Regions from separate parts of the Sus scrofa genome. Here regions 1, 2 and 4 are each linked to region 3. Evidence: chromatin contacts called from public HiChIP or PLAC-seq and promoter capture Hi-C data. All regions are on one chromosome and are shown on one strand. The core of a region is the stretch at or near the end of the contact, and the rest is flanking DNA. Distances in the headings are between cores, read along the strand shown.

Region 1 (5,957 bases), core at 243-2,742, 200 kb before region 3:
TCTTTCCAATGATAATATGTAGCTACATCCAAATGCCATTCAAGAGACAGAAGGTGGGGGAGGGAAAGGTACAGTCAGCCTCAGGGATGGCCACAAGGGTCTTGGGCCAGGACTAGGGACAACTCTATTGAGGAAACCTGAAAATTCCCGTAATGGGGATGGTAGGGAGAGAAGAGTCATCAGTGTTGTGCAATGAAGGGGAAGCGGGGGATGGGAGCTGGGGGAGGGGAAGAATGGCCACATCTATAGAGGGCTGGCAGCTACCCATCACCCCCTTCCCAGGGGCCTGCTTGGCTAGAGTTCAAAGTGGTTGTCACCCGACCCTTCATTAACCCCCGCAGTGCCAGGCTGGCAGCAGCAGCGCTTTTATGGGAGACATGAGGCCAAAGGTGCTCCCTCCTTCCTTCCTGCCTCCCCTTTCCTGCCTCTCTCCCCAGCAACCAACATCTTGCTGACTTTGAGGCCAGAGGATCCTGCGGGGAGGTGGGAGATTGCAGTGAGGAGCAGGACTGGAAGAGGAGCAGTGATCTCTTTTTTCTCCATGCTTTGGCACCACCTCTGTCCTTAGGGAAGAGAGAATGGGACTTTTTACCTTGGACTGTGAGCTCCTGAGGGTAAGAACAGTCTCTGGGTCGCCAGTACCCCACAAGGGGACTAGCCCTGAAAAAGAACTCATCCCTGCTGATTGGTGATGCACTAGTTTATCCTTGAAGGGAACTCACCCTCATGACCACTGAAGGGTTCCTGAGAGAGAAGGCTGTGGGCTTCCCCATAGGGTAGCACAGTGAAGCTGTGGCAGCAGGAGCAGAAAGAGGAAGCTGAGGCCTTACCGGGTACTGGCGTTCAGCTGTCCTGTGCTATATGAGAAGCCCAGCCAACAGAGGCATGAAGGCACTGGGGGTGGGCATGGCCTGCAGGCTACCCTGGATCTGGGCTCAGGTGGATCCTCACTCAGAGCACCTCCTCACCCCTTTCCAAAACAGGCTCCTAGCCCTGAAGACACCCTAACCTTGGGGAGACATCGCTGTTAAGGGAATGCAAAGGAGACAGATATGGTGGGGAAGTCAGGACCTAGGAGTCGATGGGTGACAGGGCTTGAACCTGGACTGGACACGAAAGGGGAGAGACCCTGGGATTTGGGGAAGAACACCAGGTCTAGGTGCAGGGCCACCAGAACCAACCGGGAAGCCACGAGTCTTTCCATGGGTGGAAGGACGGGAGAGACAAAGAGAAGGGTGGTGGTGGGGTAGCTATAGGACTTGAGGGCGGAGACTTGGGGGCGAGGAAATACTGCAGATGGGAAGACACTGGGTGGGGTCAAAATGTTCTCCATCTCCCGCCGCTGACAAGGAAGTAGGCGCGGATTCAATCAGTCGCTGAGACTCCACCCACTGGCGGGACCTCCACGCTTAGCTCCTCCCTACCCTCAACAAAAATGGTCGCCGCAGGAGCCCGTCCAAATTCGTGAGACAAATGAAAGGGAGTGCAGAAGCTCCGCCCAGTTGTGGGCAATGCCCTTCTTAAAAATGGCTACCACAGCGCTAGTGTAAAAACACCGCTCTGGGCCCCGCCTTTGATCTCGTTGGTGGGGCTGGGGGATGAGAGCTGCATCGTGCGGGACAAGTCGCCGGCGGCGCCCGACGGAGCAGGTGATTTCCCCTCCAGGCCCCAACCCAGGGCTAGGAGAGTCTCGGAGAGCATTGACCCAGGGTACCTGTCCGGTGTGTCTCCCCACGGTACCCCCGGGGACCGCCGGACCCCCATCTCTGATTCTCGCTGTGGCCTGTATCAAGGCACATCCCAGCTTGCTCGGGCCTCCCTCCTCATATGTCCCCAGGGCCTCAACCGCATCCCATTGCCCTCGGGTCCGCTATTCTGGACCCTTACGGGTACACTGCTCTCTTGTTTAGGGAGCTCTTGCTTCAGGGGTCGGCCATCATCCCACTTCCTGTACTGCAGCCTGACTTTGAATACCGGAATCCCTTGTATACCCCTTGGTGTCCTTGGCACCTCTAAGACCTAACTTGAGAGTCAGGAGATGTCGTCTGGAACCTGTGTTATGAGACTAGGACCCCAGGAGCTGGGTTTCACAGGGGCTGGGAAAAGCAGTGAAGACCTCGTTTCTAGACCCTCTGAATGCCCCAGGACTTCTTCCACGCTGCTTCCAGGACTCCTCCTACCAAACCGCCTTGTGCTCTCCCTCCACCTTGGGCACCTCCCCACCCCAAGGGAACAGTATGGTACTCCTTCCCCTAGTCTAACTTCATTTTGCCCAAGGGTTCTATTTGGAGCATCTGGAGAGTCCAGGCCTGTGCCTGGTCCTGGGGATGTTCTCAGGCAATGAGGATAGGGCAGTAGGGTTGACTGCAGGGAGGAAGTGAGTCCTGCCGAGTGAGAGGCAAAGGGAAAGACATTCTGAGTGGGGAGAAAGAACAGATTCTTGAGGTAGGCAAGAGGGCCAGACAAGCAGGAGAGAAAGATCAGAATATAGGCTGAGGAGAGACCGTTTGCATTGAGAGGTGGTGTAGTATAGTGGTTAACAAGGAGGGTTCTGCCTTGGTATAACTCTGCCATTAACTTACTTTGTGACCCTCAGTGCCTCTGTTTCTTTTTGTGTAAATGGGATAATATGATATATTACTATCTAAATTTTAGGGTAATTGTGAGGATTAGGTGTTAATACATGTAAAGTGCATAGAACAATCCCTGGCAGATTGTAAAGAGTTGATAAATACTAAATATTACTACCATCATCAGAGGTGTTTAAACAGGACTCATGACAGGATGACAGACACATTTCACATGTGCCACTAACCAGAGAATCGTGATTTGGAGGCCCCGGGGTTCTGTGGTCCATATTTAGAATTTGAAAAATCTCATTGGGGAGCTCCCCTCATGGTGCAGTGGAAATGAATCCTACTAGGAACCATGAAGTTGCGGGTTCGATCCCTGGCCTTGCTCAGTGGGTTAAGGATCCGGTGTTGCCGTGAACTGTGGTGTAGCTCGCAGACGTGGCTCAGATCTGGTGTTGCTGTGGCTCTGGCATAGGCTGGCGGCTACAGCTCTGATTCGACCCCTAGCCTGGGAGCCTCCATATGCCTCAGGTGCGGCCCTAAGAAGACAAAAGACAAAAAAAAAAAAAAAAAAAAAACCTTACTGAAATCATTTTCAGAGTTCCCTGGTGACTCAGGGGGTTAAGGTTCCAGCATTATCACTGCTGTGGCTCTGGTTAACAGCTGTGGCATAGGTTCATTCCCTGGCCTGGTAATTTCCGTATGCCAAAAAAAAAAAAAAAAATCAGGTTCTTACCCTGGAGAATCCTGGCTGCTTAGGCTGTAGCTTCCCCTACTCGGGGACTATGGGGGAGAAATATTAGAAGAAGCCTCTGGGTAGGAAAGGAATGCTGAGGAGGCCTAGGGGGATGGAGAAAAAGGAAAAATGGCAAGCTTGGAAGACTGGGTAAAGTTTGGGGAGCCCAAGAACAGGAGGAAAGGGGATATTATTTCCTTAGAAAACAAGCTAGAGCAAAAGCTCAGGGCAGGAAGACCTTTTATTGGGGCACAGTGAGGTGTTTCCCAATAAAAATGCACTGGCCCTCAGACCTTGGTTAGAAACCTAGGGGTATTGGACACAGCCTTGAGAGCTGCTCTCCTAGAAACTGGGATTTCATGCAGCATCACTGGGCCTTTGTCTCAACAGAGGACAGCAGGCAAATGATAGCAACCGGGATTTGGTATAACCCAGGGTAGACGTAGGTCTCCATAGAGGGCTGAGCTCTTAAGGGAGCTGCAAGGTGGGATCCGGTATGCCTGATCTGGGCAGTTCTGCTCCTCCCCAGGGCCCACGCTAGGCTCTGGAGTGAGAAGCCAGCCTACCGCTGCTAAGATAGGGCTTCTCTGTCGTGTTGTCCAAGGTGGCCCTCTGCTATCACAGCAACTCTGTTACCATTCAGGGGACCAAGGAACTGTGATTATAGATGGCAGGCAGCCCTGTCTCAAACCACTTGAAAGTCTTTTTTTTTCTTTCTTTTTTTTTTTTTTTTTGTCTTTTTAGGGCCACACCCATGCCATGTGGAGGTTCCCAGGTTAGGGGTTGCATTGGAGCTATAGCCGCTGGCCTACACCACAGCCACAGCAATGCCAGATCCTTAACCCACTGAGCGAGGCCAGGGATCGAACCTGCGTCCTCATGGATACTAGTCAGATTCATTAACTGCTGAGCCGCGATGGGAACTCCATCAACCCATTTGAAAGTCTTGATATCCCCCTATGCCTGGAGTAGAATATACACTCAAGTAGGTATCCTGGATTTATCTCTTGACCACTGCAGTCAAGCCAAGTGACCTTGGACAAGTCATTAAACCCACTGAGCTTCTTGCAGACATGGCTTGGATCTGGCGTTGTTGCTGCTGTGGTGTAGGCCAGCAGCTGCAGCTCCGATTCAACCCCTAGCCTGGGAACCTCCATATGCTGTAGGTACAGCCCTAAAAAGACGAAAAAAAAAAAAAAAAAAAAAAAAAAACCCCACTGAGCTTCAATGTCTTCATTTGTAAAGTGGAAAGTAACAGTTTTTTGAGTGTCTACTTCACAGGAGACAATGAGAGTACATTGATGAATAAACCAAGTGTATGGTCCCTGCTCTCATGACACAAGTGGAAGAAACATTAAATATTGCCCCAATAATTTTAAAATTATAGCTGTAGGAGTTCCCATTGTGGTGCAGTGGTTAACGAATCCGACTAGGAACCATGAGGTTGCGGGTTCGATCCTTGGCCTTGCTCAGTGGATTAAGGATCTGGGGTTGCCGTGAGCTGTGGTGTAGGTTGCAGACATGGCTTGGATCCCGCGTTGCTGTGGCTCTGGTGTAGGCTGGAAACTACAGCTCCGATTAGACCCCTAGCCTGCGAATCTCCATATGCTGTGGGAGCAGCCCAAGAAATGGCAAAAAGACAAAAATAAATAAATAAATAAATAAATAAATAATAAAATTATAGCTGCAAAAGGTGCTGCTCGGTAAGGTAACATGCCTCTTCAATGAGGGTATAAGATGGAGGCGACCAAATCAGTTCCAGAGGGTCAAGGGCAGCATACCTCGAAGGAAACTGTAGATTGAAACCTGAAAGGTGAGAAAAGTCAGCAGGCAAGGGGTGGAGCTGGAAGATTGCCCAGACAGAGCAAACAGTTCATGCTAAGACCCTTGCCGTGAAAAAGCTGGAGCCACGGGCAAGCTGAAAGCAAGCCAGGGCAGAGGGGCCTGATCCTGGGAGGGCATGGTGCATGGTGAGGCTGGAAAGATGTAGGCAGATATAAGGCCCTGAATTGAGGATCAAAAAGAATTTGGGGAGTTCCAGTGGTGGTGCAGTGGTTAACAATCCGACTAGGAACCATGAGGTTGCGGGTCAATCCCTGTCCTTGCTCAGTGGGTTAAGGATGCGGCGTTGCCGTGAGCTGTGGTGTAGGTCGCAGACACGGCTCGGATCCCACGTTGCTGTGGCTGTGGTGTAGGCTGGAAGCTACAGCTCCAATTGGACCCCTAGGCTGGGAACCTCCATATGCCGTGGAAGTGGCCCTAGAAAAAGCAAAAAGACGAAAAAAAAAAAAAAAAGAAAAAGAATTTGGACTTAGCTGAAGGGAGGCAGGAAGTCACTGATAGGTTTTAAGCAGGAAAAACATGATTTTTTTGTAAAGATTGTACAGTCATGACCTTTGTGAAGAATAGCTTGTTGGGGGCAAGATGGTAGTGTGGAGAAGGGTTAGGAGACTCTTGCAGTTACAGAATGAGATGGGGCAGCGTGGGAAGAGAGATGGAGGGAAATTGTTGTATTAAGAGATAATGGTCAGGGCTTGGTGACTGATTGGATGTGGGAAGGCAAGGGGTCAAGGCTGATTTCCAGACTAGCGGCAGAAACAGCTGGTGCATGGACAATCATACACTGAGGACAGCCCTGGAGAAGTATA
Region 2 (6,022 bases), core at 1,496-3,995, 160 kb before region 3:
TGAGGCACCCTCCCCACTGCCAGGACTCAGCTCAGCCCTACTTCTCTAGGAAGCTTTTCTAGTTTTTACTTGGGGCTTTGGGTTCTGGGGCCAGCTGCAGTCTCTCCCCTTGGTCAGACACTAAGCTCACAGAGGTGGGCCAGGGCCTAGGACTGGGACAAGCAATGAGGGGGCATGCCATTGGGAGCCAAGGGTATGGGGCACCTACTGGGCAGTCATGTCCTTGGGCCCCACAGACACTGCGCAGACCCCCAGCTCCGAGCACTGCTTGCCCACCAGGCTGTGGGCATGAGCACGAGGCGGGTCACTGTGTGTTACCAGGTCCACCTCGATCTTCGCTGGTCCCTCATAGTTACAGATCTGTGAGGGGTGAGGGCTGTCAGTAATGTTTATGGACATTGTCCACGAGTCACCCCTGCCCCCCCCAGCACCATCCAGGCTCACCTTGACAGTGGGATAAGTCTTCCGGCCCTTCTCACTAGAGGCACCTGGCAGTCCTCCATGGGAAGGGCCTTCGCAGCCATATCGGAATCGGAAGCCTCGCTGAAGGTGCCAGGGCAGAGTGACATTGTGACCATGAGGCCCCCAAACCCCCCTCCCCTGCTACCAGCCAGCAGTGACCATAATAATTGCATGTATCTATCCTGAATTCACAACCATACTGCTGTGATCAGCAGCAACCAACCACCTCAACCCAAGTGGGTCTGTGGTCACCATGGCCACCCAACTATCCCACTTGCCCCCAAAGCTGAAACCATTCCATGCCATCTCTTTCACTCACCTGCTTAGGCTGTTCCACGATCACCAGGTAGGGGCCATCAGCTGGGGACAGAGGGACTTTGTTGAGCCAGGACTTCTGAGTCCATTCCCAAGGCAGAGGGCACATGTTCCTCCCTCCAAGACAAGGGGAGGTCGGGGGACTTACTAACCTGTCTCTGGGGCCGGCTCCTTGGGCTCCACAATGGACGGGTTGAATTTGAAATCATCATATTCGATGATGCCAGGCAGACTCTGCTGTGGAGACAGACTGGGGTAGCATCTGATTCTGAGCCACTCTCGGGGCCCTCCAGCTCTCAGCTCTCCAAGCCCTCCATAATCACTCCTCCTCCCCAGGCCCATAAAAGAAAACTCCTATTGGAAGCAGTTTGCAGACAGAGGTAACTGACAGGCAGGCTGAGATAATCTAAGGACATTACAGGTGCAGGCAGACAAGCAGACAGGCACAGGGGGCAACCGGCCGGCTTTGGGGCCAGGCAAAGTGACTCACTGGGTCGTAGCAACTGTCCATGTCTCTGGGCTAGGCCCAGCTCTGTCCGGTGGCTCCGGCCGGCCGGGTGCTGTTTCCCCGGAGTTTCAGGCGCCCGCCTTAGGTGGGGAGGAGTGGAGGGGTTGGGAGAGAAAGATCAGGACGGGAGTTGGGGGGAAAGGGGGGGCCTGGATTTAGGGGAGGGTCTGATCTCCAGCCACCCGTCCGGGTGTGGCGGGCAAGATCCGGTGGAGGGCAAGATCCGGAGCTGGGCTGGGCCGGGGAAGGGCAGGAAAGTTAGAACAGCTTAGGAAAGTCCCGAAAATACCAGGGGGAGGCGGGGCCGGAGGGGGCGGGCCTGGAAATGACGCACTGGCCACGCCCCCGAGACGGGAGGGGCTCAAGGTCTCAGTTGGCTTGCTAGCGCCCGCAGCGTCTCCGCGAAGTCGAGGGGCTACCAGATGCTGGGAAGGTCCCGCGGGGCTGGGCACCCCTTCCTCCTCCCTCCAGGGCAGGCGCCGGGGACGGGAGGGTCTTTCAAAGCTGGGGGAGGCTCCTAGTACGGGGTCAGGTCCGCCTCCTTCCCTCCCCCGTCCTGGAGCAACCTTGGGATTTTCTACCCCGAGTGAGGCCACGGCTGAATCACCCTGGGGGCTTTTGGGGGGACATTCCTGCAGTAGGAAGGCCTACTCCCCGAAGGCCTGTAGGTGGGGGCTCTTCCCAGTGAGGGGCCCCGGGGCTCTGCCCGGATAACTGGTCTCTGGGGCCCTGGGGCGGGGGAAGGAAAGGGTCTCCTTGGGATGGGCTCCCCTGTTACCCCTCCCGAAAACATCTCAACAGCCGTTAATTCCCACACTGCACCTACTCTGGCTGCCTACGCCCTACGCCCCAGTCCCAAAGCCGTGTGTAATACATGTATGCATCTGCATCATAGGTGTACAAGTGTGTTTCGGCCCATGTGCTTGCGTGTTGTGTGTTCATGGCTTGAACATGCGTATACAGGTGAGTGTCCTTAAACTTCTCAGTGCGGAAACATCTGAGCATGTATGTAAGAGCACAGGTGAACACATCTTCGAGTTTGTGCGTGAAGGGTATGGGTCCAGGCACCTGTGCACGGTGTGCGTGTTTTGCGGGTCCTTGTGTGAGCGAGTCTGCATGGATAGTGCTGTGCACACGCCGGCATATGTGAAGGTGTAACAAACGGCCCGCCTGTCTTTATACAAGGACATCAGTGTGTATGCGTGTATCTTGATCGTGTGCGTGCTCTCTGTGAGTGTGCAGACGCCTCTCTTCAGCCCTTGGGCTCGGTCAGCTAAGGGTCCTCCTCCCGCCCTTCCCCGTGTCCTGCCACCCAGGGGTCTGAACCCGGCCACTCACCGCTGCGGCGGCTCAGGTTCCGGATTCTCTCCCGGCCCGACCCACCCCGGACGGGTCGCGACACCTTTCCAGCTACCAGGACTCCAGCCGGGAAAGCCCCTTTTCCGCCCCAGGAGGGGGGAATTCCCGTGACGTTTCCGTGCGTCACTCCCCATGCCGTTTTTCATTGGCTGAAAGTTTAACTCCGGACTCGAGTAACCAATCGCAAGTGACTCAGGCGCGCCCCTTAGAGGGGAAATATTTGCTCAGCGCGCGAAGCGAGAGTGAGGATGGCCCTCAATCAGGTGTGAGTTTTGTCCTAGGGACCAGCCTGCTGCGGGATCCGCTGACCCAGCGCCATTCCCCAGCCGAGGACCGCGGCTCCGGTCTCCTCTCTTACCCTGGCCTGTCCCAGCCGGCTGGCAGCCCCTGCTGCTACTCAGCTTATGTTGCATCTAATGCTTGGCCACCTCAGAAGCCGGGGAATCCCAAGGGGAAGCTGGAGGGACCCAGCCCTCTGGTCCCTCGCTTCGAGCGGGGGCCCCGCTGCCGGGAAGAGTTAGGGGAAGAGGAAGGAAGTTGATTTGCAGTTGGTGCCAGAGCGCCATCTGGTGGCCGCTCTGGAGCCTCGAGGAGACTCCGTAATCTCAGTCTTCCCTGGAAGAGGCAATCTGGACCTAAAACTTGTTCTATAAAGTTTTTTGTTTTTTGTTTTTTTTTTTTTTGCGGGGTGGGGGGCAAACTTTCAGACCTGATCAGGAGCTCCGCGTTGGGTAAGAGAAACGAGGTGTTTATCTGGGAGACTCAGGCCTTGTTCATCATTCACAGAGATTTGGAATATCAGAATAGAAAAGCCATCCAAAATTAGTTCAAACTTCGCCAGAGTAGAAAATTATCTTTTGTACTGTTTGCAGTGTCTGCTACTCCCTCCTCGTCCATCTTACTGCTTCCTCCCTCCCCCTTGATAACCACAGGTCTGATCTCTATGTCTGTGAGTCTGTTTTTGTTTTGTAGATATTTGCCATATTTTAGATTCCACGTAATTGATGTCATATGGTATTTGTCTTTCTCTTTCTGACTTACTTCACTTAGTATAAGAATTTCTAGTTGCATCCATGTTGCTGCAAATGGTATTATTTCGTTCTCTTTTATGGCTGAGTAGTATTTCATTGTATATATGCACCACATCTTAATCCATCCATGTCGATGGACACTTTGGTTGTTTCCACGTCTTGGCTATTGTGAATAGTACTGCAATGAACCTAGGGGTGCATGTATCTTTTATTTTTTTATATGCATGTATCTTTTTGAATGAAAACTTTGTCTGGATATATGTCCAGGAGTGGGATTGCTGGATCATATGGGAGTTCTGTATTTAGTTTTCTGAGGAACCTCCATACTGTTTTCCATAGTGGTTGTAACAATTTATATTCCTACCAAAGGTGTAGGAGGGTTCCCTTTTCTCCACATCACCTCCAGCATTTACTATTTGTAGACTTATTAATGATGGCCATTCTGACCGGTGTGAGGTGGTACCTCATTGTAGTTTTGATTTACATTTCTCTAATAATTAGCAATGTTGAGCATCTTTTCACATGCCTATTGAAAGACATCCATATGGCTTCTTTGGAGAAATGTCTGTTTAGGTCTTCTGCCCATTTTTCGATTGAGTTTGTTTTGTTTTGTTTTTTGTTATTGAATTGTATGAGCTGTTTGTATATTTTGAAAATTAAGCCATTGTCAATCACATCATTTGCAAATATTTTCTCCCATTCTATGGGTTGTTTTTTCATTTTGTTTATGGTTTCCTTTGCTGTGCAAAAGTTTGTAAGTTTGGTAAGGTCCTATTTCTTTATTTCTGCTTTTATTTCTACTGCCTGGGGATACTGACCTAAGAAAACATTGGTATGGTTTATGTCAGAGAATGTTGTACCTGTGGTCTCTTCTAGGTGTTTTGTGGTGACATGTCTTATGTTTAAGTCTTTTGTTTTTTCTTTTCTAGGGCCACACCTATGGCATATGGAGGTTCCCAGGCTAGGGGTGAAATCGGAGCTGTAGCCGCTGGCCTATGCCACAGCCACAGCAATGCTGGATCTAAGCCACATCTTCGACCTACACCACAGCTCACAGAAATGCCAGATCCTTAACCCACTGAGCAAGGCCAGGGATTGAACCTGTGTCCTCATGGATGCTAGACAGATTCATTTCCTCTGAGCCACGATGGGAACTCCTTATATTTATGTCTTCTTTTTTTTTTTTTTTTGGTTGTACCTGTGGTATCTGAAAGTTCCTGGGCGAAGGATTGAATCCACACCACAGCAGTGACCTGAGACACAAGGGAATTTCTTTAAGCCATTTTGAGTTTATTTTTGTGCATGGTATGAGGGTGTGTTCTAGTTTCATTGATTTACATGCAGCTGTACAACTTTCCCAGCACCACTTGCTGAAGAGACTGTCTTTTCCCCATTGTAAAGTCTTGCCTCCTTTGTCGAAGATTCATTGACCATTGGTGTCTGGGTTTATTTCTGGGCTCTATATTCCATTCTCTTGATCCATATGTCTGTCTTTGTACCAGTTCCACACTGTGTTGATTACTGTAGCTTTATTGTATTGTCTGAAGTCTGAAGGTTATGCCTCCTGTTTTGTTCTTTTTCTTCAGGGTAACTTTGACAATTCTGGGCCTTTTATGGTTCCACATAAATTTTAGGATTTTTTCATTCTATTTTTGTGAAAAATGTCATGGGTAATTTGATGGGGGTAGCATTAACTCCGTAGATTGCCTTGGGTTGTATGGCCATTTAACAATATTAATTCTTCCAATCCAAGAGCATGGGATATCTTTCCATTTCTTTGAATCATCTTCAATATACCTTATTAAACGTTTTGTACTCTCAGCATGTTAAGTCTTTCAACTCCTTGGTGAAGTTTATTCCTAAGTATTTTTTAAAATTTAAATTTAAATTAAATTTAATTTTTTTGGCCATGCCTACAGCATGTGGAAGTTACTGGGCTAGTGTTAAAACCCATGCCATAGCAGTGACTCGAGCTGCTGCAGTGACAACATTGGATCCTTAACCCACTGTGCCACAAGGGAACTCTTGGTTGAGTTTTTATTGTCATTTGCCTTAAGGTATATATATAGTTTTTGTCTTTTGTCTATTTAGAGCTGTACCCACAGCATCTGGAGGTTCAGGCTAGGGGTCAAATCAGAGCTACAGCTTCCGGCCTATGCCATAGCCACAGCCACAGCAACACTGGATCCAAGCTGTATCTGTGACCTACACCACACTCATGGCAATGCTGGATCCTTAACACACTGAGCGAAGATAGGAATCAAACACACATCCTCATGGATGCTAGTTGGGTTCGTTAACCACTAAGCCACGAAGGGAACTACCTCAAGATATTTTCAAGTTTCTT
Region 3 (5,926 bases), core at 3,358-5,857:
ACCATTGTTTAAGTTTTTTTAATTAATTGCTTAAAAGTTGTTCTTATCCAATTAGAAATTAGATTCTCCAAAAGCAAAGACTCGGGTTTTTTTCTTTTTCATGGTGCTTTGGTGTCTAATTCACAGCTGTGCAAACCAAGAAAATTCTGATGGGTTTTCTGTGAGAGCAGAAGATACCCGGAAGCTAAACAACCATGAGCTGGTCCTTCCAAGGTTTTATCTTCACTCTAGCTCTCAAACATTCCAGAGAAGCACCAAAGATGAAGATCTCTGGCGTTCCCATCGTGGCTCAGAGGGTTCAGAACCTGACTAGTATCCATGAGGATGCAGGTTCAATCCCTGGCCTTGCTCAGTGGGTTAAGGCTCTGGAATTGCCGCAAGCTGCAGCACAGGTTGAAGATTTGGCTTGGATCCAGTGTTGCTGTGGTTGTGGTATAGGCCGGCAGCTGCAGCTGTGATTTGAGCCCTAGCCCAGGAACTTCTATATGCCGCAGGTGTGGTCCTTAAAAAAAAGCAAAAAAAAAAAAAAGAAAGAAAAGAAAGAAAGAAATTTACTCAAAGGCTGGAGGTAAGAAGATCAAACCAAGAAAAACACTGGTGCCCTGACAGGACACCACTGGACAATCCGCTAATCAGATGATCAACGTACCTCAGCTCTACCATCCCACCTCCTCCATCGATGGAAATTCTGAGGTTATCCCAAGAATTATATGCAAGGTGAACTACTGAGATATGTTCAAGGTTATCCAAAGATGTTCTTTTTGCCAGTTTGGAGATGAAAAATGAAACAAGGCTTCTTTCTCTCACTCATCTTTCAACCACTCAGGGCACCCAACATGACAACCAAAGGTGAAAGTTGGCAGAGTAGGACAAAGATTAAAAAGTGTGTGTGATTATATACAGAGAACTGCAGTGATTAAGCCTCATAAGCCCTGCCCTTCTTGTATATCAGGGGTCATCATCCACTGTCATGAGGCAGAATTCAGTCCACAGACATATTTTTTCCACCTGCAAAAAAATTTTTAAATAATTTAACTAGCCGCCAACAGTTTAAAACACAATGATCTGAATTTCCAATTTCTCCTGAAAAATAGGAATAATGGTCATATTACGCCCATATTCCAGTACACTACAGTCACTACTGCATGCTAATACAGTCCCTCCTGGCTCACTTCACTCGTTCATATTACCTGTCTGATACTCAGGTATTTGAGTTTGTAATCCCTGGTTATGATGGCAAGAAATCATTATTACTTCCATGATCATATGCACCACAACTGGGACTCAAAATCACTATGGTGCTCTATTACAATTTTCTTTTTTTTTTTTTTTTTTTTTTTGCTTTTAGGGCCACACCCACAGCACATGGAGGTTCCCAGGCTAGGGGCTGAATCAGAGCTACAGCTGCCAGCCTACACAACCACAGCCACACAGGATCCGAGCCGCATCTGCGACCCACACCACAGCTCACGGCAATGCCAGATCCCCAACCTACTGAGCAAGGCCAGGGATTGAACCCGCAACTTCATGGTTCCTAGTCAGATTCATTTCTGCTGTGCCACAAGAGGAACTCCCTCTATTACATTTTTCATTTAATTAAATAACTGCTGTTGAACATTCTGAAATACAGAAAAAGAGAACCAGTAAAACACCTGCCAATTACATCAACACAGCTCTTCCAGCCAGAGGTAAAATGATCCTTCCTTTCTCCTTTCAAATCAACTCCACAATTACCCCAACAGCGGAATTATTCTGATTAGTCACACTGAACCACAGGGACAGACTGTGATCAATCAATAGAAGTGACATACAAAGACAAGGATGATCTTTCCAGTGAGTATCGTATAAATACAATGGGTCTCCTCAAAAGCAGGAGCTGTGTCTTTTTCCTCTCTAGCTGTGCACACTAGCCAGTCTAAGTATCCTATCAATGAGGTTATTATCTAAAAGTGGCAGTCATCCTGCCTTCTGGAACACAGGGAAGTGAAGTAGAAGTGTAACTCTGAGAACTTCAAGTTCAACTGGGATTGGTGCCCAGCTACTCATGAGGAGATGTGTCTAACAACGTGAGTTCTCAGGGTGCCAGTGATCATCACTGTCATCACTTAGAAGGTACTGTCTAAGCCACCACTAAAGAGAAGCTCAGGGGTTTCTCTGTGGCTCAGCAGGTTAAGGACCCAGTGGTGTCACTGCTGCAGCTTGGGTCGCTGCTGTGGTGAGAGTCTGATCCCTGGCCAGGGAACTTCCACATGCCACAGGCGCTGCCAAAAATTTAAAAACAAAACAAATAAAAAGAAGCTCAAGGAGTTCTTGCTGTGGCAAAACAGGATGGTTGGTGTCTCTGCAGGGCCAGGATTCAGGTTCGATCCTGGCCTGGTACAGTAGGTTAAAGGGATCCGGAGTTGCTGCAGTTTCAGTGTAGGTTACAACCGCAGCTCAGATCTGATCTCTGGCCCACATGCCATGAGCCAGCCAAAAAAGAAGAAAAGAGAAAAGAAAAAAGCAGCTCAAGTACAAGTCTTGAAGGAAGAACAAATTTTCTGATTTGGGATGGGGGCGGGGAAAGAACTATCCCTATCTAGAAAACAACTTTTTAGAAAAGGGAAACTCTTAGATGCCTGAGTTACTTTCAGCCCAGCTGAAAAGATGCTAAATTGACCACACTATCTACTCAAAGATTAGGTTACCTATTATGCAAATCATTATCAAACCAAAAGGGCTCAACAGGGTGTATCAACTCAGAAAGAAAGACAGACCCATCAAACCTGGATACTTTCTGAGATGACTATGTTATTTCACTAGCCACTTTCAATTACTTTTTTGTAAATTCTGCAACTTTGATCAGCAAGTTAAAATGCAAATAGTTTCTTGTACCATTTCCATCCAACTTATTCTAAATCAATAAATACAAACGATGCTATCCTCCTCTACCAACACACACACACACACAATTTCCGGAGAGCAGAGTTTAGTCACTCCAGAACCTAGACAGCTTTCCTTTCTGACACAATAAGGTTTTGACCTTCCTTGTTACTACCTCATCACGCAAAAAGTTCTGACTGCCAGGACTAGAACCAAGGCCATAAGTCAGGATCATATACTAAAACTAATCCTAGGTACAGGTAACACTTATTGAGTGTCTACTACATGCTGAAAAGGCATTTGGTTGATATTGCTTTATCCCTATTGCTCTAGCTAAGCCAGTGCACATATAAGCTACTGCTTTTAAGAAGTGCACAAACTGAGCAGAACAATCCCCAAAGAGACCTTTCTCTCAGTATCCTCCACAGGGCCCAGGAGTCCCCTGTGTGTGCAAATTTCTACATTGTGTTTTAAAAAACACTATCTACATCATTCCTCATTTCTAAAGGCATTCTTTACTCGTGAAGGACTTTTATAGCTTTATAATACAGCTGTTTATCAAAGGTCACTGCAGTGCCATAAACTACACTTTGGGGTTATGTCCCATCATTCATTCTGCTGCCCTAACCCTACCGCTTTTAAACTGACTGAACACCTCTCATGACTTTTTTATCCACTAAATAGGCCAATAGTACCAACTTCACAGGCACTCAAATTCAAGTCTTGAAGTTCCTCTCTGCTCTCATCCAGATATGTCATAATAGAGTGGCTTTCTTGAGACTGAACTTCATCTCCTTAGGCCAACTGAAGAGAAGACCTGGGGGTGGGGGTTGGAGGGAATGTCAACCAAAAACATACACTAGAAATGAACATCTGTAAAAGATTGTGTAAACGAAGAAACAAGCTCAGAAAACAAGGCCAGTGTTTACATACAAACCACATAAAAGGAAAGCCTTCTCTTAGCCCAGGTTCCAAAGAGGCTGGCCTCAATCCTGGTCTAGGTTGCATTAGTTCATCATCATTAACGATGCAGTTCAGCTGTATTAATGAGACACTCACACAGAGGTGGATGCTGTACAGAATCTGGAAAGACTCCCATATCTAAAGTCTAAAAAGCAACCCTGAAAAGAAGATACAGTACTCTCAAGGTTTCCTTTCAGGTTCTGGGGACTCGGCCCTTTAGGATGTAGAAAGCTCCGGAAGCGAGAAGCTGACGACTAGGTTAAATCTAGGAACACAGGAAGAAGGATTCCGGCATCCGAAGGAGATCGAAAGCCAGAGTCGAAGTCGTCCCTCCGGCGGCAGGGGCCTGACCTTTGCCCCCCTGCACCTCTCCCAGTTCCCTCCCATAACATTCTCTCCCTCTTCTCGATTCTGCCCCGGCTCATTCAATTTAAGGGCCCTCCTCCCCTATTCCCTCTCGCGATGTCAGAGCGGCCTTCACGACTCTGGAACTCTTAAGAGACTTCGCTGACCTGTCAGCGGATCCAAAATGGCGGGGCCTAGTCCCAGGACCGGCAGCCGCTGCTCATGTCCAGCCCAGGCCCCGAAGGCGTCTCCCAGCTGCTCTACCGGCTCTGGTGGCAGATGCGAGCAGGGAAGGTGCTCGTTTCCTGGGAGTTGACGCTGAAATCAAGAGCCGCACAGTTGGTCGGGAAGAGTCGACCGGAACGGGCGGTGGAGCCGGCTGCCTTCCCTGTCAGCTCACTGACGTGGTAACTAGCCTCAGTCTAGCCCGCTGCCTGGTAACTGCGCGAGCCTGCCGCGCACAGCCAATCATAGCTTTGCACTGTGAAAAGTGGCATTCCAGCTATCCAATTGAAGAAAGGAAATTGGCTTTTGGAGGCGGGTAGTGCCCGAAGAGGCTAGATTACAAGGGAAAGAAAAGGGTAGGCAGGGGACAACCAACGGATATGAGGACTCTCTGAGTGACAGTTATGAAAGCCAATAAAAAAGGAGAATTTGTGCTGGGCAGTTGGAGAGGCGGAGTTGGGTAGAGTTTGGTTGCAGTGCGTGGCTTGACAGTGGCTGCTGGGCATTATGGGGAAGAAAGCTATGATTTGCTGGAAAGGGGGCGGGGTCCGTTTTGAGAGCCTGAGTGGACGGCCTTACTCCCCCCCATCCCGATGCCCGCTGCCACTCCTTATTAAAGTCACCTGGGCCAATACCGTGACCCTTGAGGGATCATTTCCTTTCGAGGCATCGCTGGGCTCCCTCCAGGATGGAGGAGCAATCTATTCCAAACTCCCTTCCCCCACCGTCCCGTCCGCTTGCCCTGTTTGGCTTCTCATAGATGAGTCCGTCCCATCTCAACTTTGTTTCTATGACTTGCGCCGATGGAGACAATGGGAGGTGACAGAAACCTTGGGTATCTAATTCAGGTCCTTTCATTTTGCAGAGCAGGAAACTGATTCCCAGAATGGAAAGAGAGCCCCCACGTTTTTTTATAGCTAGTTAATTACAGAGCAGAGAGACAAACCCAGGTGTCCTCACTCCACTCCAGCTCTCTTTTTCACTGCCCTTCGATATTTCTTATGCTTTAGTCTATCAGACTGTGACTCCCAGCTCTGACCCTCATCCTAAGCCTCAGACACCCTTTACCTACCTGGAAAAAAAGCTAACCACACGGGTTAGTCCTCATCACCAGGGACAGGAAACTGAAACCTTTACTGTTTGCCTTAGAAATGCTAAGAGGCCTGAGGGCAAGATGCTAGCCCACAGTATTCACTCTCCTGCCCCCAGCTGCTTCTCCCCTGGCAAGAGAAGATACAGGGTACCAAGTTATTTAGAATTACCTAGAAGTAAGAGTGTGTAGAAAGAGGACAGAAAGATGACTTTCTCCTTGCAGATTGAATGGTGGAATTCCTAGCCTGTCTGCTGGAATAAAGCCCAGGTGTTCCTGCAGATCTGAAGAGACTGCTGGGACACAGTAAAAGAAGATACCAACTCTCCCCTCATTTTCTCCCATTTATGGATGACCCAAGTCCAGGGAAACTCCATTCCTAACCCCATAGGAATGTGGTCTCAAAACCAGACAGCCAAAGACCAACCTTGGGCTAGAACC
Region 4 (5,967 bases), core at 1,551-4,050, 250 kb before region 3:
AGGAGACCTCCTCCTCATCCCTTCGCAAGCGCAATGCTCACAACTTGCTCCCCTCCTAAGCCACAGACCCACACCCGCCCCTACCCTATGCAGTCTCCTGCCCTCTGAGCTCCTCCAGCCGCGCTGCTCCAAAGCCTTCTCAGATGCTCCCCAGGCCCCGCCTCGCCTCCCTCATCCCACTTCAGCCGCCCCCCACCCCGCCCGGGCTTCCCCTCGCCCTCTAATGACCCCCTACAGGCGCCCCCTCCTTTCACCACGTTTACAGTTCCCTCTCTCCTGTCGTATGCGCCCCCCTGCTCCTACCCACACCCCAATTCACTCTATTCTCCTAATCCCAGTTTACCCTGCATCCACCCCCCTCGTTAACCCTTCGCTACCCAAAGGCTTCGTTAACCCCTTTGTCCCCATTCCTAACTTGAGCCTTAACTTCTTCCCTCTCAGCAGGAAGCCCTCCTTCCAAGTGCTTTAACCATTCTCCTTCCCCCTCCTCTTCCCCGCAAACTACTTCGCCCTCGGCGCTTTAACCCTTCCCAGCCCGCCCCTGTCCATCTCCCCACGGCCCAAGACATACCAGTACTTGACGATAGCGGTAACCTGGAGCGGGTTCGGCTGGTCAGGGTAAAGGCGGCGGCACTCTCCGTAGATGGCGTGCAGTCCCGGGGGGAAGAGAGAGGCGAAGGCCGGAGGGCAGTAGGGCCAGGGGCCGGGGGCGCAGCGGGGCCGGGGGCACCGCTAGGCCGCAACTCCGCCATCGGGGCGCGTAGGGCGCTGGGGGGACCGGGGAGGGCAGACGACGGGGAGAGCGCTGACGCGCCAGCAGGCGGACTCCCTGGGTGCGACTCCCGGAGGCGATGGGGGCTGCAGCGAGGTCTAAGCTCCGCGCCTGCGCAAGGCGCACCGTCCGCCCAGGCAAGCGACGGCCAGAGGGTGCCTCGGGGGCCGCGGGGCGCTCAGGGGGGCGGGGCGGCGGCGCGCCCTATTCCGACATCCATTGGCTAGTATCTTTGCCAGTCACAGGTGGGAAAGGCGTGACTTGACAATAGGTCCCGCCTCCCTCTCCCTGTTTAAGGGGTGTCCCGAAGCTCTTGGCCTCCCCTAGTGTTAGGAGGAACTCAGGTTTAAATAGAGATGCTGGCGCGTCTTTCTGAGGTGCTAGGGTCGCACCAAAGCGCTGGGAAGTGCGTGGGTAAAGGGCTTGTAATTGTTCTGCGGTCACTCTAAGAAGGATTGTTAAACAAATCTGGCAATGGATTGATTCATTCGTTCGTGTAGCATTAGTTTTAACAGTAAAAATCTGAATGTTTCCTACCGTCTTTGAATGTCCATTGACCAGATTGACACCAACACCGCCAAACTCGAGGGTCATATGTTGAAATATCTATTTTGAATTTCTGCTAGAAAGTAACAGGACTTAGATAAATTAGGATCGATTAAATATCCTGACTAAAGGGTCAGGACTATTAACTAAAGGGTCCTTGCAACTTGAAGGGCGGGAGGAAATACTCTAGACACTGGGCTCAATTAGAAAGCAGTGATGGAGTTCCCGTCGTGGCTCACTGGTTAACGAGCCCGACTAGTATCCATGAGGACTCGGGTTCGATCCCTGACCTTGGTCAGTGGGTTAAGGATCTGGTGTTGCCGTGAGCTGTGGCGTAGATCACAGACTGGGCTCGGATCCTGGGTTGCTGTGGCTGTGAAATAGGCTGGCAGCTACAGCTCCAATTCAACCCCCAGCCTGGGAACGTTCACATGCCGCGAGTGCGGCGCTGAAAAGACCAAAAAAAAAAAAAAGAAAGGAAGAAAAAAATAGAACCTCTTTTCGCTTCCATTTTCTCATTCATCAATGTGAATCCTTATGAAAATTAAAGATATGCTAGAGCAGTTCCTGAAGCTGGAAGATGAACGTCGTTTTAATGGCCAAAATATCATCTATACCAGTAGCGCCAAATGCCAGTCTTTAGATCAATGTTAGCATGTTGCATTACAACTATCCAGGAAAAAAATGCAAAAATCAACAAAAATGTTCTTTTACCGCAAAAGCAAATTTTATGTAATTTAAACTACTTTCCTCTATTCTCTGAATATGTTCCTCCCTGTGTATTTGTGTGTATTAGAAGTTACTTTTATTAGAGTGCTATAGTGATATATGTTTGTTTTTTTTTTTTTTTTTTTTTTTTTTTTTGGCTTTTTTTTTGTTGTTGTTGTTGCTATTTCTTGGGCCGCTCCCGCGGCATATGGAGGTTCCCAGGCTAGGGGTCCAATCAGAGCTGTAGCCACCGGCCTACGCCAGAGCCACAGCAACGCGGGATCCGAGCCGCGTCTGCGACCTACACCACAGCTCACGGCAACGCTGGATCGTTAACCCACTGAGCAAGGGCAGGGATCGAACCCGCAACCTCATGGTTCCTAGTCGGATTCGTTAACCACTGCGCCACGATGGGAACTCCATGATATATGTTTGTTAATGTCTTATAGACCCATATAAAAATATGGCAACCTTACGTTGTCCAGGGGAAGTGGTGGAGAGTGGCAGGACTGATCTGTAAAAGCCAAACATCCACAAGTTACTGATCAATCCAAACCGAACTACAGACAAATACTACATACTTCAGGAGGCACTGGGAATCCCTCCCAATGGACTACAGATTCTGGTAGGCAATGCAATCAGCGTCCCTTTCTATTTAATCTATAGAGACTACAAAGCCCAACACACCGTGCGCCGGAAACGCGATGCCGTGTCACTTACACTAGGCGGGGCTCCGAAGCAGCTAAATACAATGCAGAGCCTTCTGGGTATTGTAGTTCTTCGAAAGCGAGGTCGGGCCGCTCCCTGGCCGTCCGGTACTGGAGGCCAGACTGCGCATGCGTTTCAGTGGCGTTAGCGGCAGACCGGTCTGGCAGTTCCTTCCTCGGAAGGAGAGATTCCTCTGCCATGGAGTCCTACGATGTGATCGCCAACCAGCCTGTCGTGATCGACAACGTGAGTTGCATCCCCCTAGAGGGACTTATGCTCTCCTCCTCGAAGGGATCGCTTCCCGGGTTTCAGCCTGGGCCGCCGGTTCTTTGTCACTGGCCCGGCCTGTCAGGCGGGTTCAGCCGCCGCCGCCTCCTTCCTCCCCCGACCCGTAATCCACAGGCAGGGCGGGCCAGCCGGCCATCAAGCATGGGATGGAGAACCCTGGGATGGATAAAGGGAAGGGTTATAGTCCGAGCCGGGTCCTTGGGCCCCTGGCTAGAGGGGCCTTAACCTCTCTGTGAGAGCCCGGCGTCCGCCCCGTCCCAGCTTCCGATAACTCTATAGGCTGTTCTGGCTGTCCATCTTGGCCAATGACCCCGCCTCTGGGCCTTGCCGGATGAGGGCAGCCCTCTGCAGTGATTGGCTCGCTCTCCTGCCTTTCTTCCCGGCCGCCATAGTATTTCCCCCCTTTAAGGGGCGGGGCGGCGCTCGAGGGCCGTGGGGATTGGTTTCGGGGCCTCGGAGTGGTGGGGCCTGACCCGCTAGGGCCCGCCCGGGAGTGGAGAAGGGCTAAGCTTCCTTCGGTCCCCAGACGGGCCCGCGGCTTGGCGGTATGTTTGGGTGGGGCTCGAATGTGTGGTGCCAGAAATGGCCTTAGGATTTCAGTTATTTCTGTGATTTTAAATTACAACGTTAATAAATGTTGAGAAGAAAGGGGAGTGACAAAGCAAGTAGGGGGTTACCTTTCTCTTCGAAACGCCTAGTTGCTGTGGAAAAAAAAATAACTAAACGTATTTGCCAGGCGCTGTAGCGCTTACACAGGGGTTTCACATGCATTCAAATTGGATCCTCACCAATTTGAGGTGGATAGTTAAAGCAGGACGTTTGATCCTCGTTTTACGAATGAGAAAACTGAAGCGCGAAGAGGTGAAGTGAGCCCAAGGTCGCACAGTAGTGGTGCCCTAAATCCAGTGCTTTATCCGCTATTCTTCTTGCTAGTACCCATGCAGGTGCATCAATAGTGACAAATGGAAAGAATCTAAATACTGCTCTTATTTTTGGCGGAGAGAAGCAGTTGTATAAAACTGAATTTCTGTCTTTCCACGGAAAGGTTGGGTTGATACCTTTCTGTTCCTCTTCTAAGTCCCTCCATTGAGGCACAATTGCCAGTTTCCTTTGTCCTAAGCTGACTGTCACATTCACTCTGCTGATTCAGCCCTTGGGATCTTTGGCACGTTGCAAGGTCCTTTAACTTGCATCATCTTTTGTGTGTGTGTCTTTTTAGGGCCGACCTGCGGCAGATGGAGGTTCCTAGGCTAGTGGCTGAATAGGAGCTGTAGCTGCTGGCCTACACCACAGCCATGACAATGCTGGGATCAGAGCTGCATCTGCGACCTACACCACAGCTCACGCAAGCCGGATCCTTAACCCACTGAGCCAGGCCAGGGATCCAACCTGCATCCTCATGGATGCTATTCAGATTCGTTTTCCCTAGACAGGAACTCCTGAATCTTCTTTAGGCTTCAACTCTGATAGGTAGTTAGGGCTTACTAGTCCCAATTGAAATATGAAGAAAAATGAGGCTTGGGGAGGTTAAATAACAAACAGTATTCAAACCAGCTGGGTTATGAGTTGAGGTGCCAAGACTCAGATTAAGACTGGGTTCTAAATTCCTCATTTTTTCCAATGAAAGATGCTTTTTGGTTAGTTAGCTTTCCTTCTCTTTAGGAAGGAGGTTGAGCTCAGTGAGAGACCTCATTTTAGGGAGGATTTTTGTTTGTTTCCTTCACCAGACTATGAATTGATCGATTTGTTGGTATAATTGATTTATTGGTTTCCCAGAGAAATAAGTCTATTCCTAAAATCTTGAAAATTCGCTATTGCTTTGATGCATTACAAATACACTACAAAGGAAAAGAAGAACGGGAACTCCGCAGTTGGATTCTTAATCCACTGCACCACAGCTGGAACTCTGTCACAGATTTAGATTCGGGGCCTCAGGTGGTTCTTGCTGTTTGATATTTAGAGGGTTTAGTTTAGTTTAGTTTAGTTTCAAAGTGAAAGATGGAGGAGTTCCCGTTGTGGCACAGCGGAAACGAATCCCACTAGGAACCATAAGGTTGCAGGTTTGATCCCTGGCCTCGCTCAGTGGGTTAAGGATCTGGTGTTGCCGTTAGCTGTGGTGTAGGTCACAGACTCGGCTCAGATCCTGCGTTGCTGTGGCTGTGGCTCCAATTTGACCCCTAGCCTGGAAACCTCCATATGCCATGGGTGTGGCCCTAAAAAGCAAAAACCAAAAAAAAAAAAGTGAAAGATGGAGAGGAAGAATTATTTGAGCCAACTTTATATTATGAGGGTAATGTGCCTCTAGCAGATTTACCAGCTACATAGCTTACCATGCTGCCAGTTTTATTTCTGGGCTAAGGACAGTGTAATTAAAAGAGAACAAAGAGAGCAGGAAAAAGAGGAAACGATTCTATTATCAGTTCACAGCCCTTCCCAATCTTCAAACAGTTGTTGACCACTCCTTTCATCCAATTCTGGCACCAAACCAATACATCAGAATTTAATGAGGAAAATGGAGGTGTGCCTGTGTGTGTGTGCACTTTAGTGACAATGACAACGATAAAAGTTATGGGTATTTTAAACTAAACCTAAGTCATTCTTTCCAAAGGCATGTTATAGGTAGTGATACAAGAAAGAGGAGGGCAGGGAGTTCCTGTTGTGGTGCAGCAGAAACAAATCTGGAACCATGAGGTTGTGGGTTTGACCCCTGGCCTCACTCAGTGGGTTAAGAATCCGGTGTTGCCCTGAACTGTGGTGTAGGTCACAGGCGGGGCTCAGATCTGGCATTGCTGTGGCTGTGGTGTAGGCTGACAGCTACAGCTCTGATTAGACCCCTAGCCTGGGAACCTCCATATGCCACAAATGTGGCCCTAAAAAGACCTACAAAAACAAAGAAAAAAGAAAGAGGAGGGCAGCTCCAGGGCCACATTTTGAAGACTACAGCA

What was found. Promoter capture Hi-C pulls out the DNA fragments that hold promoters and counts their contacts. HiChIP or PLAC-seq counts read pairs in DNA pulled down with a chosen protein or histone mark.
Region 1: a promoter capture Hi-C map of liver shows a contact between it and region 3, with 5 times the contacts expected there. The contact joins the promoter of CUEDC2 here to the promoter of GBF1 in region 3. A contact is called at or near these places in 2 of 5 promoter capture datasets (fetal liver and liver), 4 of 47 Hi-C or Micro-C datasets (epiblast stem cells, liver, retroperitoneal adipose tissue and 1 more) and 2 of 2 datasets of contacts at active chromatin or transcription factors (alveolar macrophages and skeletal muscle).
Region 2: a contact with region 3 is called in a promoter capture Hi-C map of fetal liver, with 3 times the contacts expected there. The contact joins the promoter of NFKB2 here to the promoter of GBF1 in region 3. A contact is called at or near these places in 2 of 5 promoter capture datasets (fetal liver and liver), 9 of 47 Hi-C or Micro-C datasets (blood, fetal heart ventricle, liver and 4 more) and 2 of 2 datasets of contacts at active chromatin or transcription factors (alveolar macrophages and skeletal muscle).
Region 4: an H3K27ac HiChIP or PLAC-seq map of alveolar macrophages shows a contact between it and region 3. The contact joins the promoter of ACTR1A here to the promoter of GBF1 in region 3. A contact is called at or near these places in 2 of 5 promoter capture datasets (fetal liver and liver), 2 of 47 Hi-C or Micro-C datasets (blood and embryonic fibroblasts) and 1 of 2 datasets of contacts at active chromatin or transcription factors (alveolar macrophages).

What each region holds. Positions count from the first base shown.
Region 1 is chr14:113,439,178-113,445,134 of Sscrofa11.1, reverse strand. CUEDC2 (CUE domain-containing protein 2) reads left to right here and starts at 1,492. Exons shown (of 9, transcript XM_003483550.4): 1 at 1,492-1,649.
Region 2 is chr14:113,403,135-113,409,156 of Sscrofa11.1, reverse strand. It overlaps NFKB2 (nuclear factor NF-kappa-B p100 subunit), which reads right to left and starts at 2,745. Exons shown (of 23, transcript XM_021072746.1): 1 at 2,624-2,745; 2 at 1,268-1,365; 3 at 930-1,011; 4 at 782-822; 5 at 445-543; 6 at 209-360. The coding sequence starts at 1,288. LOC106506113 (a long non-coding RNA gene) reads left to right here and starts at 1,726. Exons shown (of 3, transcript XR_001301171.2): 1 at 1,726-2,248.
Region 3 is chr14:113,244,167-113,250,092 of Sscrofa11.1, reverse strand. GBF1 (Golgi-specific brefeldin A-resistance guanine nucleotide exchange factor 1) reads right to left here and starts at 4,607. Exons shown (of 42, transcript XM_003483549.4): 1 at 4,338-4,607.
Region 4 is chr14:113,495,627-113,501,593 of Sscrofa11.1, reverse strand. It overlaps ACTR1A (alpha-centractin), which reads left to right and starts at 2,800. Exons shown (of 11, transcript XM_001928877.5): 1 at 2,800-2,980. The coding sequence starts at 2,933. It overlaps SUFU (suppressor of fused homolog), which reads right to left and starts at 1,593. Exons shown (of 14, transcript XM_021072750.1): 1 at 692-1,593; 2 at 572-689. The coding sequence starts at 752.